Linked DNA regions of Hordeum vulgare: all the other regions are linked to region 3. The links are chromatin contacts, called in public Hi-C maps. All regions are on one chromosome and are shown on one strand. Each heading gives the region's core, a stretch centred on a gene start, on an enhancer-like site or on the middle of the called end of the contact. The rest is flanking DNA. Distances are from core to core; before and after follow the strand shown. Region 1 holds the start of LOC123425872 (60S ribosomal protein L36a-like). Region 2 holds the start of LOC123425865 (succinate dehydrogenase subunit 3-2, mitochondrial-like). Region 3 holds the start of LOC123425869 (polyhomeotic-proximal chromatin protein).

Region 1 (3,754 bases), core at 998-3,497, 790 kb after region 3:
TGTGCAGACCCTGCGAGTACGAGAACTATGCAGACATGACCTGAGACACTGCCCGGTCAATATCCAATAGCGGGACCTGGATGTCCATATTGGATCCTACATATTTTACGAAGACCTTATTGGTTAAACCTCTGTGCCAAGCATTCATATAATCCCGTATACCATTCCCTTTGTCCTTCGGTATGTTACTTGCCCGAGATTTGATCGTCGGTATCCCTATTCCTATTTCAATATCGTTACCGGCAAGTCTCTTTACTCGTTCTGTAATACAAGATCCCGTGACTAACACATTATCCACATTGCTTGCAAGGCTTATATGTGATGTTGTATTACCGAGCGGGCCCCGAGATACCTCTCCGTAACACGGAGTGACAAATCCCAGTATTGATCCATGCTAACTCAACGGACACCTTCGGAGATACCTATAGAGCACCTTTATAGTCACCTAGTAACGTTGCGACGTTTGATACACACAATGTATTCCTCCGGTGTCAGTGAGTTACATGATCTCATGGTTATAGGAATGAATACTTGACACGCCGAAAACAATAACAACAAAATGACACGATCACATGCTACGTTTATAGTTTGGGTCTTGTCCATCACATCATTCTCCTAATGATATGATCCAGTCATCAAGTGACAACACTTGCATATGGTCAGAAAACCTTAACCATCCTTGATCAACTGGCTAGTCAACTAGAGGCTTACTAGGGACATTGTTTTGTCTATATATCCACACATGTATTTATGCTTTCATTCAATACAATTATAGCATGGATAATAAACGATTATCTTGAAACAGGAAATATAATAATAACTATTTTATCATTGCCTCTAGGGCATATTTCCAACAGTGCACACATCCCATGATACCAAATGCGTCTTTCTCTTACCTCTCTTGCTTCCCCACCAGAACTGGCGGATGACTAAAGTTATACTATCACAACCCCCCCCCCTCGATAACCGGAAGCAAGCCATAGAATAAATTGGTATTGCCTGAGCAACCACCTTGATAAGAACTTCCTTTCCCGCATATGATAATAGCTTCTCCATCCATCCTTTCACTTTCTCCCATATTGTGTATCTCAGATACTTAAAAGTCCCATTTTTTGGATGCCCCACATCAGTTGGCATCCCCAAATGTTTCTAGCTGAGTTGCTCACTATGGACATTAAGTGTTCCCTTTATACCATCACGTATAGCCTAGGGACACCCTTTCCTGAAATAAATCAAGGATTTGCCATTGTTTACCTTCTGCCCTGAAGCGTTACAGCAAGTTTCCAACAAGTTTGACACAACCACTGCACCCTCATTACTAGCCTTGAAAAGCAGAAGGTTGTCATCAACGAATAGAAGATGGTTAACAACCAGAGCTGTCGGTGTCACCTTTACTCCAACAAAACTCGATGAGTGAGAACTATTTGTTAAGAGGCATGAGAGGCCCTCCGCTGCGATCAAGAAGAGATAAGGGGGGATCGGATCTCCTTGCGAGATTAAACCGTCCAAGTTTCTCCCCGTTGAACAAAACTGAGAACGAAATAAAACATACCCATTACCGTGTTTACCCATGATTGCGCGAATTCCAATTTTTCCATAATTTCTTCAAGATGGCCCCACTCAAGCGTGTCGTAGGCTTTCATCATATCCAACTTCAAAGCACACTGACTGTTTGTCTTTGATCTACTTTTCTTCATAAAATGTAAACATTCACATGCATTTATAATATTGTCCGTAATGAGCCTCCCTCGGACGAAGGCCGTCTGTTCCTGTGAGATAATGTGAGGGAGGATTTGCTTCAACCTGTTTGCCACCACTTTTGAGGCTATCTTGTACAAAACATTAACAAACTAATATGCCTGAATTGAGTGAGAAGGGTAGGGTTCATCACCTTAGGAATCAAGATCAAGAAAGTATCATTAGTGCACTCAAGGCTCTCCTCCCCTCTTACTATTCTTAGTACCACCTTTGTTACCTCTTCCCACAAACGTCCCAACGCCGCTGGTAGAAATGTGCAGGAAGCCCATGTGTGAGCGAGTTTGACAATGCTTTGATCATATTTTTCTTTCTCTCATGCTCGCGCGCATGTGAAAAAATTTAGTGTTCCTTTGCCCTTCACCTAGCCAATTAATTCTCGAACGCTGTCACACTCCTCTACCCATTCGTCTGAGCAAGCCCAGCCCATCCCTTATTGGCCCACCACCAGCCCTGACCAAAGCGCAAGCATTCAGGCCGAGTATTCATAAAGTGGCATTCAGGCCCATGAAGGAAGCGACGGTCTCGCGACTCGCAAACCCTAGCTCGCGACAGCACAGGGCCACAAAACCACACCCCTCTCCCTCCCCGCCGCCACTTGCCGCAACTCCTCCACCAGAAAGAGAAGCACGCCGGAGCTCCATCTCCTCGGCCGTCAAAATGGTAGGCGTTTCATTCCTCTCCATCGCCCCGAAAGCTCAATCTCGTGTCATACACGTGCCAATCCATGCTGTTTCCCCTGCTTTGATTTGCTTGCTGCGTGGGTTTTTCGTGGTGGTCTGTTCGTAGATTGATAGCTGCTAGATTTCGCGCTGTATGAGTGGTTCCTTTCGAGCGCTTTGACGTGTAGGGTTGATGCTAGCGTATGAAACTCAAGCGCTGGTGTATTCACGTGGACTAATTGATTAGTTCTTCAGTTTTAGGGTTTCTTTGATCAAGTTTCCGAGTTATAGATCTCTGAACAATGTACTGCTAGTTCTTGATTCCTCATCAGACATGTAAACTGTTGTACTGGTTATATCAGGCCGGCGCTCTCTTGGTTTGAGATGAAATCAATAGATCTTCGTGTCAGAAACAAATCTAATTTCGTCTTTCCTCCGTATTGATGTACTATAGTTTGTATTCATGCATCTTTAATTGTGTGTAACCTTGTGAAGCGACCTTGTCGAGGCTGTGCTTCACGCAACTCCATATTTCATGATACTACTAAAACCTGATGAGTAAAACTGGAGTTTTCTTCAATAGAAATTGATGAGTATGCTCTACTGAGCTAACCTACAGCTGGTCTTACAGGTCCATTGTTTGCATGCTTTCCCTCAGCAGATAACCATTTGTCATTAATTCCGTCTAGTGTTTCACCTTAACTTGGCATGCTTCTCTCTTGCCAAGTGATATATCATCTTCTTATGTTACTTATGCTGCAATTTCAAATCTTATTGTTTAATATTTCATATTGAATTTGGGGGTCCTACGATGACATGTAATCTTTGAGACCTGATTATCCTTTTGATGACAACCATAAGCATGTTTCAGAGGACCTAATTGAAGTTTGTACTATAGGTTTTCTGAGTATTTTTTAACATTCCTGCACTTGTTTCTTGATCTCAATTGTTTCTTGAGCTTTTATTTATTTATTGCATTGCCATCCTAGCATGTATCCAGTTTCATGCAAAACATATTCTAATACTAGTTTTGTTGCAAATGCTATTTAGGTGAACGTTCCGAAGACCAAGAAGACCTACTGCAAAAACAAGGAGTGCAAGAAGCACACACTTCACAAGGTCACTCAGTACAAAAAGGGTAAGGACAGTCTGTCTGCCCAGGGAAAACGTCGTTATGACAGGAAGCAGTCGGGATATGGTGGTCAGACCAAGCCTGTCTTCCACAAGAAGGTATTGCAGCATTGGTTCTTGTGATTGCCTATTGACCTGCAAACATGATCTATGTGCTTCACTACAGTTTGTCTGATTTGTCTACCAATTCATTGCCATGTACTTAT
Region 2 (4,197 bases), core at 155-2,654, 810 kb before region 3:
GGCCGTGGGGCTCGTTGACGTGGCAGGCTAGAAACTCCAAGGACCATGACGTTTCTGCACCGTCAAGGATCTCTTTACTTTACTGTAGCCGGAACCAATATTATACACTAATCACTTTACTCCTTGACCTAAGAGCGCTGCCAAGGATTAATCATGTCGGTCAGAAGAACCCAACTATCTTGCATGTCTTACCAAGCAGGCAAGAAGAACTCAACCATGAATGACATAAACAGACGTCACTGCTGCTTCAAATAGATATCTCCCTTTATAGGCCACCTCCACACCACAGATGAGAAACAAAACTTACAGGACACCAAAGGAAACAGAGCGAAGGAAAAACTTTGCTCCAGCTACTCTTGACTTTTCACACATGAGTTGCCTATGCACATGCACATAAACACACAACCTTCAATCTAGTCCCAACCCCAAGCAACATGAGGAGCCCTGCCCTAGCTGCATAACAATCCACTATCCACATCCCTTGTGGTTGTGGGACAAAGAGGTACACCTACACCTCCACAACCCATGCTGTCGTGTTAGCCCCTCACCATGATTGCCTGCCAGTCACCTTTCTTCTTCTAATGATTGTCCCTCCAACGTGTCGGCTCTTCATTTTCCGCATGCGTTTAGGATGATCGGTGCCGCGAACAAGAAGTTTTTGGCTGCACACGCCCAGGAAGTTGTTCTCCTCCTCGAGCGAAAGATCGCTGATGCAGAGTTCCAGAGAAGCTTCAAACTTCAAAGACGTTTTCATATGGGGATGCAACACGAGTGGCCTCGACGTTTTTATATGAAGCAGGAATACAAACTGACTCGGCGTTTCTATGTGAAAAAGAAATCCCACGGTCTCTGGATTTATCAAAAAAAAGATTGTGAAATAGATTTAGGTCCTGTTTGAAACCACAATAGATTATGATCATTTGGATTATGAAGATAGATTATATAATTTGGTTTATAAAAATAATCTATGTGAGCATGTTTGAAGGCCAGATTATATAAACTATAATTCAGGTTTTACATTGCATAATGACCTGTGCACCCTCTGTTTTTTTTAAAAGAGGAGGGTGACAGCGGTAGGCATGTAATTATCTTCAACTTTACAAGGGTAATGGGTCATTAGCAATCAATAATCTGATTTTAGCTGGTGTAGAGTAAATTATGAGTTTTTAATAATCTGTACATCTAGTTTTTATAATCTACACCATAATCTATCCTATTTAAAGATATAATAAATTATAAAAACTGAATTATATAATTTGGATGGTTCAAACAGGCCTTAGTCGGAGTTTATTTTGTGCTATGACTTTCCTGGTCAAAACAGTGATTTCGTCGTCTAACGGAATGCCGAGGCGGCCAGGCCCACCAATTGTCTTCACTCTTAAGCCCAGCCATCTATCTTGCCTCCCCATCGTGCATCTTCCTTCGTCCAGGCGGTACGGAAGGGAAGCCCAAGAGGGAAAGCAGGCGCCGTCTCCGTCGCCGTCGTCCCCAAATCTTCACCGAGCTTCCGCTGCGCTCTCGCCCCGCGCGGCAACGCGGAGGAAGGTATGGATCTTCCATTCTCTGCCTCCCTTGTTTTTATTGGTTTCTTCTGCCTGCCTGTGATCCTCGTTTCGGTACATGTACGTGGATTTCTTCTTCATAGCGTTGCTCCCTCCCCAATCCCCATCCAACGAATCAACCTTCTTCTTCTCCTCGTAGCAGAGGCGGCCGCTTAGGGTTAGAGAACTCGTCAAGTGATCGCTCCACCCCTTCCCTCCCTACCCCAGATCGCCTCCCTCCGCGACTGCCCCCGGCGAACTCGCCGCTCCGCCCGAGGACCAGATCGTCGCCCCGTCTCTGAACCCTGCCTCAGTTCGTTGCTCACCGCCGTCCTGACCTGACCAGACGGCGCCGATCCACGTCGGCAACCACTTCCCTCCGCTTGCCGGTCTGGACAGATCTGCACATCCCCCGCCCCCACCCCTCTTTCAGAAGTAGGGTCATCCGGCAGCACCATAAGGTTTCTTCAGTGGCCTTTTCTGTGTGGATACGACAAGAATTTCTACGGTGATTTCATGTCTATGTATAATGAGCCAAACCTATGAAGCGGTCAGTAATTTTGCGAATTGGTTGATGGTAGATGGTGAAATTCTATTATGTGATGTGTTTATTTCAGTTGCGTGTGTGTTGTACTGAATTCTCGATTGAGGCAATTTAGATGTTTAGTATAATGCTGGTAACAAATTGAGAGGATTTTTTGCAAAACTGTGTAGTTAGTGGATTACTAATTTCTTGTTGGTCTAGTGGATGCTGAGCTTTATGTTTTTGTATTTCTTGGTCTTACTTGTGAATCTGCCAGTCCAAAGCAAGAATTTCATCTACAGTATTAAACACCAAACAAAGTAGTCTAGGGGTATTTAAGACTCCCCACCATTCATCATACACAGAAATTTGTATCCATAAGTCTTTCCAAACAGGCGATCACTAATTTCACTACCTTATTTTCGCTCTAGCTTACCTGGACAGCTGACTTATCGCACCCTTAATTTTGGGGTTTACTGGAAATTCGTTAAAATGCATCATTTGATCTGTTTTTCAAAATATAGAACTCAGTAGTTTCAGTTGGTATTGGTATTTAGCAGTATGGACATGAATCTGATCTTTCCGAGTTCAGTAGACAAAGTAACCGCTTTCTTTATGACCGAAGTAGACAGATGCTCATGTATTGATGTCGGTTCTTCTTTGTGCAGGAATGGACAAGTATCACAGCAACACCCGCTTTGCACCCCTGAGAGATGCTCCATTTGCTCTCCGTGGTAAGCGCTCTTGGAGGAATTTGCTATGTTATTTGTACCTCTGAATTCTGAAATAGTATGGAGATATCAAACAAATACACGACAAGTCAATTGTATAGGTTGTAGTGAGTGCACATGTGCGCCTTTCAAGTGCATCCTTGTTGTGTACTTCTGTAGGATGTGTAATGGACTAACAGCTGAGGTGCAAGCTGGAAAGAGTATTAGATATGAGTGGTTTGATTGGTGTGTTACAAGAGAGTGCATCTATATCTCATTTTTATCTGCATATGGGTTTGTAAGTCAGTTTGTTGTTTACTGAAGATCATCCATGTTTTAGTTCATAAAACTTTGACATGCAATTGCTTGTGTAAATGGTATTACGCTATTATCGACATTATTTTCATCATTATTGCTATTCTTCTCTATAACAATCTGCAGTTTACTTTCTTATTAAGGCCGGTCACATCTGTCGCCTTTATCTTCAGGTGCGGTTGGTACCCCCAACTCGTCTTTCAACAACATGGATGCCCTTAGACACTCCTCACGCATTGGGCAAGCAAAGAGCTACACATCTTCTCTGTTAGGAGCCCTGCGACAGAAGATGCCTCCATCTGGAAACCGATCCCTACATACAAGCCGTCCCCTGTCGGCTCCTGTTGCGAACCGCCCACTGTCTCCCCATCTTCCTCTGAAGAAGCCACAGCTGAGCGCTACATTCTCCATCTCACACCGTATATTTGGCGTTGCGCTGGGTGCTGCCATCATATCCATTCCTCTTGCTACCAGGTTCGGTGTCATGTTTGAGGTCTGAGTGAAATGCGGCCTTCAATGATGAGGGGTAACATTGCTGTGGCGGTTTCGTCATTGGGCAGAATGCAACTGTAGGTGCAGTTGTCATAACGTTATCAATCCTGCAAAATTTTATGAATAATAAGGGAAACTATCCTAATCATCAGTGTAATGAAAACATCATTTTGGGTGTTCTTTGGTATGAGGTCTGCAAATCCGAACCACATCTTTTGCTTTGGCTTGAATGTTTTCCTTGCTCATGCAGTAGGGGCATTAGTGTTGATAGTTTTTATCTGTTGAACTGATATGTCAGTTTCATGTTTCCTGCCGCACATAGGTTGGCAGGTGTTATATTTTCTACTCTTGAGAGCAGAGACAATTACAGCCACGGTCCTTGTACTCTCTGGCACCTAATAAGATGGTCCTCAAACTCGTGGAATGCTACATTATGGTCCTCAAATATGACGCTACGCTCCAACACAGTCCTGGGAACGTGCCCCGCATGCAGACTCTGATGCCATGTCAGCATACGGTAGAAATGCAGGTCCCACAAGTCAGCGTCTTGAATCCTAACGCGGTGAGGTTCCGACAAGAGACCGCAGGCCATCTGCGCAACATGAGCTTAGCCACC
Region 3 (4,322 bases), core at 1,641-4,140:
CTTCCTTACAAAGTGACAAGTGCTCAAAGCATTTCTTAAGACCATAGCATCCATTAGTTGTTGACCGTGTTTTAATTACATCATCTTGAAGTTATCATACACACCTTCTAGTTTGTATCAAGCACAAGAAATGTAAATGTACTATCGATATGGTCAGAGTCTCAGAGACGAAGTCGGCTGTGTCAGCGTCCATCGTGCTCGTGTGCGTCTGGGTGTGTCACCACCGGTGAGGCAGCGACCAAGATGTTCTGGAAATTCAGCAATGGATCCGAGCCCTTCCTGCCACTCTTCCCCAAGTGCATGTTGTATAGTACAATGTCTAATCCGTTACTTATCTGAAGTAGTTCTGTAGCGATGAACACAACAACAATATAACTCCAATACATAACGTGAATGCGAAGATCCGAGCTACTCAGATACTACTATAATTACGAAAATGGAATAGTTCCAACAATAGTGCCTAAACGAAAACTTATGATACTATCTGAAACTAAATCCTGGTGAGTGTGAACCAAATTTTGCTGGAAAAAAATCAATTGGGCTCCGCAATGCGGAAAAATGTTCGCATGGCAGATAGCTTTCGAAAAGTAGTTTTCATTTTAAATGAGTATACTTTAATATTATATAGGTATATAAATACTACATACCAGCACATGAAATGAGTTTTGGCTCCGGAGCATGTGAAGGAACAAATGTCTCAGAATTGATTCAAGAGCCCGCTCCATATGAATCGTAGTTAGATTACTAGCCTGGTCATGCAAAAGAAAAACTGAAACTGGCATTACATGAGGAATTGTTGCAAAAATAGGAAAGATTATAAATGAGAAGAATCCAGAATTTGCAGCTACAACCTATCAACGTTTATAGCCAACGATGCTTGACCAAAGACCAATGATATCATAATGCCTCACTTCTTTTGTGTACATTGATTGCACATTTGCACTGTTGCTGCATCAAACCTGAAAGACACAATTACGACGATACTACATAGCAAATAGTATGCCAACGTTTGACTATAGAACTGAATACAATGATTATGAGATGCAAATACATGGGAATGGAGGATCCTCATGAACTGCCTAGTAACAGATGGTGTCCGGGTGTCTTTAGTAACAGATGTAGTAGTTCATAACCAGCCAATGGACAATACCTGATAACATCACGATAGAACATTAACGTAGGCACCGACAAGGAAACCACAAGGACATTCACGGAAGAGATAGCGGTGCCAGGAATAGATCGTACACACTACCCCAAATATATGACTTGTTAGCCGGATCACCTCTTGCTCCTCCCGCAGAATTCACCTTTCCTTCTATGTTTCTCCATCTTATCCCTTCAATACAAATAACCGCGCATCCCTGAGAGGCAATTCCTCAAACACTTAAAGGGTAGGAAAACAAACTGGCCTGGAGGAGGGTTTACTTACATGTCATCCATGCCTGGCCTGAGCGCAACGGATAGGGAATCAACGCCTTCCACACAATCACCGCGGAGGAGCTCCTTGGCTACTCACAGGACGACGATGTTGCTGACCATGATGATGGAATGGAGCGGCAACGCCTATTGCGTGAGGCTGCATATGAAGTGCCTAGCACATCGCCTTGGCAGCCGGCTGCCTGCAATTTCCAGAGAAGTGTGCATCCGAGCCTGTTGGCGATGCATCCGGCCCAGGGGAGGGGGAGGAGGCGGACGGGGAGGGGGAGGAGGAGGCGGACGACGAGGGGGAGGAGGAGGCGGGCGGGGAGGGGGAGGAGGACGCGGACGGGGAGGGGGAGTTGGACGCGGACGGGGCTGCTCCTTTGTCAGTTGGCGATGGCGACGCTGCAGGCCAGGGGAGGGGGAGGAGGAGGCGGACGGCGAGGGGGAGGGGGAGGAGGAGGCGGACGGCGAGGAGGAGGAGATGGTCTGGATTTTTCAAAAAAAAGAAAATCAAAAAATGTTCTTGTTGTTCAAATTTTCTCTCAAAATTCAAAAAATGTTCATATTTTCAAAAAACATTCGCGGTTTTGAATTTGTACAGGATTTTTTAAAATTGTTCTTAAGATTTATAATTTTTTTTGTGCTTTTAAAAACTTGTTCACGCTTTAAAAAAGCAGAAAATGTTCTTGTTGTTCAAATTTTCTCTCAAAATTCCAAATATGTTCGTGTTTCCAACTTTTGTTCCGGAATTACAAAAAATGTTCTGATTAATTTTTTTGGTAATTATGTTTTCTAATGAATTTCAAAATGTTTTTTGAAAGGTTGAAAATGAAAAAAATGTTCGTGTCTAGAAATTGTTCTCTGTTTTGAAATATGTTTCTGTTTTCAAAACAATTGTTCTTGCTTTCAAATAATGTTCAATTACAAGAAAAAAGTTTCGGGATTTCTAAAATTGTTAACATTTTTTATTGTTTCTTCGTTTCTGTAAAAATGTTCAGAATTTTAAATTATCTCTACACTTTAAAAATGTTCGTGTTTCTAAAATATATTCGTGAATTTACAAAAATATTTGACGCTTTTAGAAAATTGTTCATATTTTTTCTCAAATTAAAAAAAACAATCTATTTTCAAACATTGTTGCTCTAAAGTAAATGATGATTTTTTCGGGAAGTTTGGGTTTTCAGGTTTGTTGCATCACAGTACGGACGCTACAGTACGTACACGATCGCCGGCGCAGTATGGGTTCACTGCCGGACGTCAGGTGCGTATTTGACGCAGAGCTCCCCTCTCGAAGACCGACCCGGCCATTTTATTCGCGTGCCATGTGCTGGCCCCGTACCGAGCTGAAAATCGGTGACCACGGGCCGGCCTTAAGTGTTCAAAAAAAACGGGCCGGCGTTAAAAGCGCAGCCCGTATGGCGGATTCTCAATTCTCTAGTTGACAAGAGTGGTCCAGTACAGACTCGGTACCTGAACCCAACCAGACGCCGCCCTCTGAGGGTTCCGACCGCACAACCCCGCAAAAGATCCAGGACAGCATGCTAGGGCCGCCGGGGACAGTGGGCATAGAGGCGGAGCCGGAGGCTGCAGCCGCGCTCGTGGCCTTGGGGTTGGAGCCCTCTGCGTCGCAGCTCGGTGAGCACATCCCGTCTGTACATACATCCGTGGGATTACCTAATTATCTTTTGAAGGAATACGATTTGTTAAATTGATCCGGACATCTGTTAAATATGAGGCTCTTCAGAGCACCAGCTCCGTGCTAAACTAAGTTTTTTTTTGTTTGTTTGTAATTTTGCCCTATTTTTAGCTGTGCTAGCTATGACCTATGCTAACGCTGAGTATCCAGACCTAGGAATGGTGGGGATTTGGTACTAAACCTCTTTCTGGGGAGTGGCAGGCTCTTCATTTCGTTATCTCGTAGTACCATTTTATTCCTTTTGGTTGGTAACCTTTCCTGTTTAAAAATGTCAGAGAGAACCTCAAAGCACTCGGATGCTTGCGCTTCACCACTTTGAGCTCTGTAATTAGTAGGTAGTTGGAGTTTTCTTAGTGAGGCTAATTCACTTCAACATTGGTCTAGCAGGTTCTTTGTTCCTTTTTCTTCTTTCTTACACGCGGGATGCAGCTTTGAGTTATATCAGTTCAGATAGTTTCGCAAAAAAAAAGAGAAGAAGTTGATGATGGATTTGCATTTCAATAACACCCAGGACATGACTTGTTCTTTCATTCTACACCAGATGTTTTCAAGAGGAAACTTCGTTTGTTGATTGATGGAAATACAAGCGATTTCGATACATGGGTATCATTGATAAGTTCTGCAGAGGAAACTTCCGTTGTAAGTGATATTTTTATCTGGCTCTAATTAGTTTTTAGTAGTTTAGAACCACCACGCCGCACCTTTCCTATTCATTATCATATAACTTCACAAACAAAAGGGAAAATGTTTTGTTTTCAAATTTTAATGCCTTTGCTGATGTTTGTTAAGCAGCATCTCGTTGCTGATGTTTGCATTCTTCCAGAATGATATAGGGGTTATTAGCTTGGTCTACCGTACCTTCTTATTGGAATTTCCTTTGTGCTACGGCTACTGGATTAAATACGCAGCTCATAAAGCAAGGTTATGCACATATGATGATGTGGTGGGGGTTTATGAACAAGCCGTCCAAGCAGTACCTCATTGTACTGATCTTTGGGTCAGTTACTGTGGATTTGCTATGAGTGCGTATGAAGACCCTGCCCTTATTAGAAGGTAGAAAAGACACAAATGTAACCTGTGTTTCGAAGTTAAATATTTTTATTTAGACATTGAAGTAAGATTTATCCGATTTTCCAGAACCAAATCTCTCTGGATCTTTTCCCTTCTTTCTCTGTATAAATTTTTTCCTCAGTGTATTCGCCTG

The links. A called contact is a pair of places that touch in the nucleus more often than the background predicts.
Region 1: a Hi-C map of seedling shows a contact between it and region 3, with 4 times the contacts expected there. The contact joins the promoter of LOC123425872 here to the promoter of LOC123425869 in region 3. A contact is called at or near these places in 3 of 6 Hi-C or Micro-C datasets (leaf and seedling).
Region 2: a contact with region 3 is called in a Hi-C map of seedling, with 3 times the contacts expected there. The contact joins the promoter of LOC123425865 here to the promoter of LOC123425869 in region 3. A contact is called at or near these places in 2 of 6 Hi-C or Micro-C datasets (leaf and seedling).

What each region holds. Positions count from the first base shown.
Region 1 is chr2H:207,507,201-207,510,954 of MorexV3_pseudomolecules_assembly, forward strand. LOC123425872 (60S ribosomal protein L36a-like) reads left to right here and starts at 2,248. Exons shown (of 4, transcript XM_045109620.1): 1 at 2,248-2,418; 2 at 3,468-3,647. The coding sequence starts at 2,263. LOC123433709 (a small nucleolar RNA gene) reads left to right here and starts at 3,222; the gene lies at 3,222-3,293.
Region 2 is chr2H:205,910,339-205,914,535 of MorexV3_pseudomolecules_assembly, forward strand. LOC123425865 (succinate dehydrogenase subunit 3-2, mitochondrial-like) reads left to right here and starts at 1,405. Exons shown (of 3, transcript XM_045109609.1): 1 at 1,405-1,545; 2 at 2,733-2,798; 3 at 3,263-3,790. The coding sequence starts at 2,735. The coding sequence ends at 3,588.
Region 3 is chr2H:206,715,846-206,720,167 of MorexV3_pseudomolecules_assembly, forward strand. It overlaps LOC123425869 (polyhomeotic-proximal chromatin protein), which reads left to right and starts at 2,891. Exons shown (of 11, transcript XM_045109614.1): 1 at 2,891-3,057; 2 at 3,660-3,757; 3 at 3,942-4,171. The coding sequence starts at 2,961.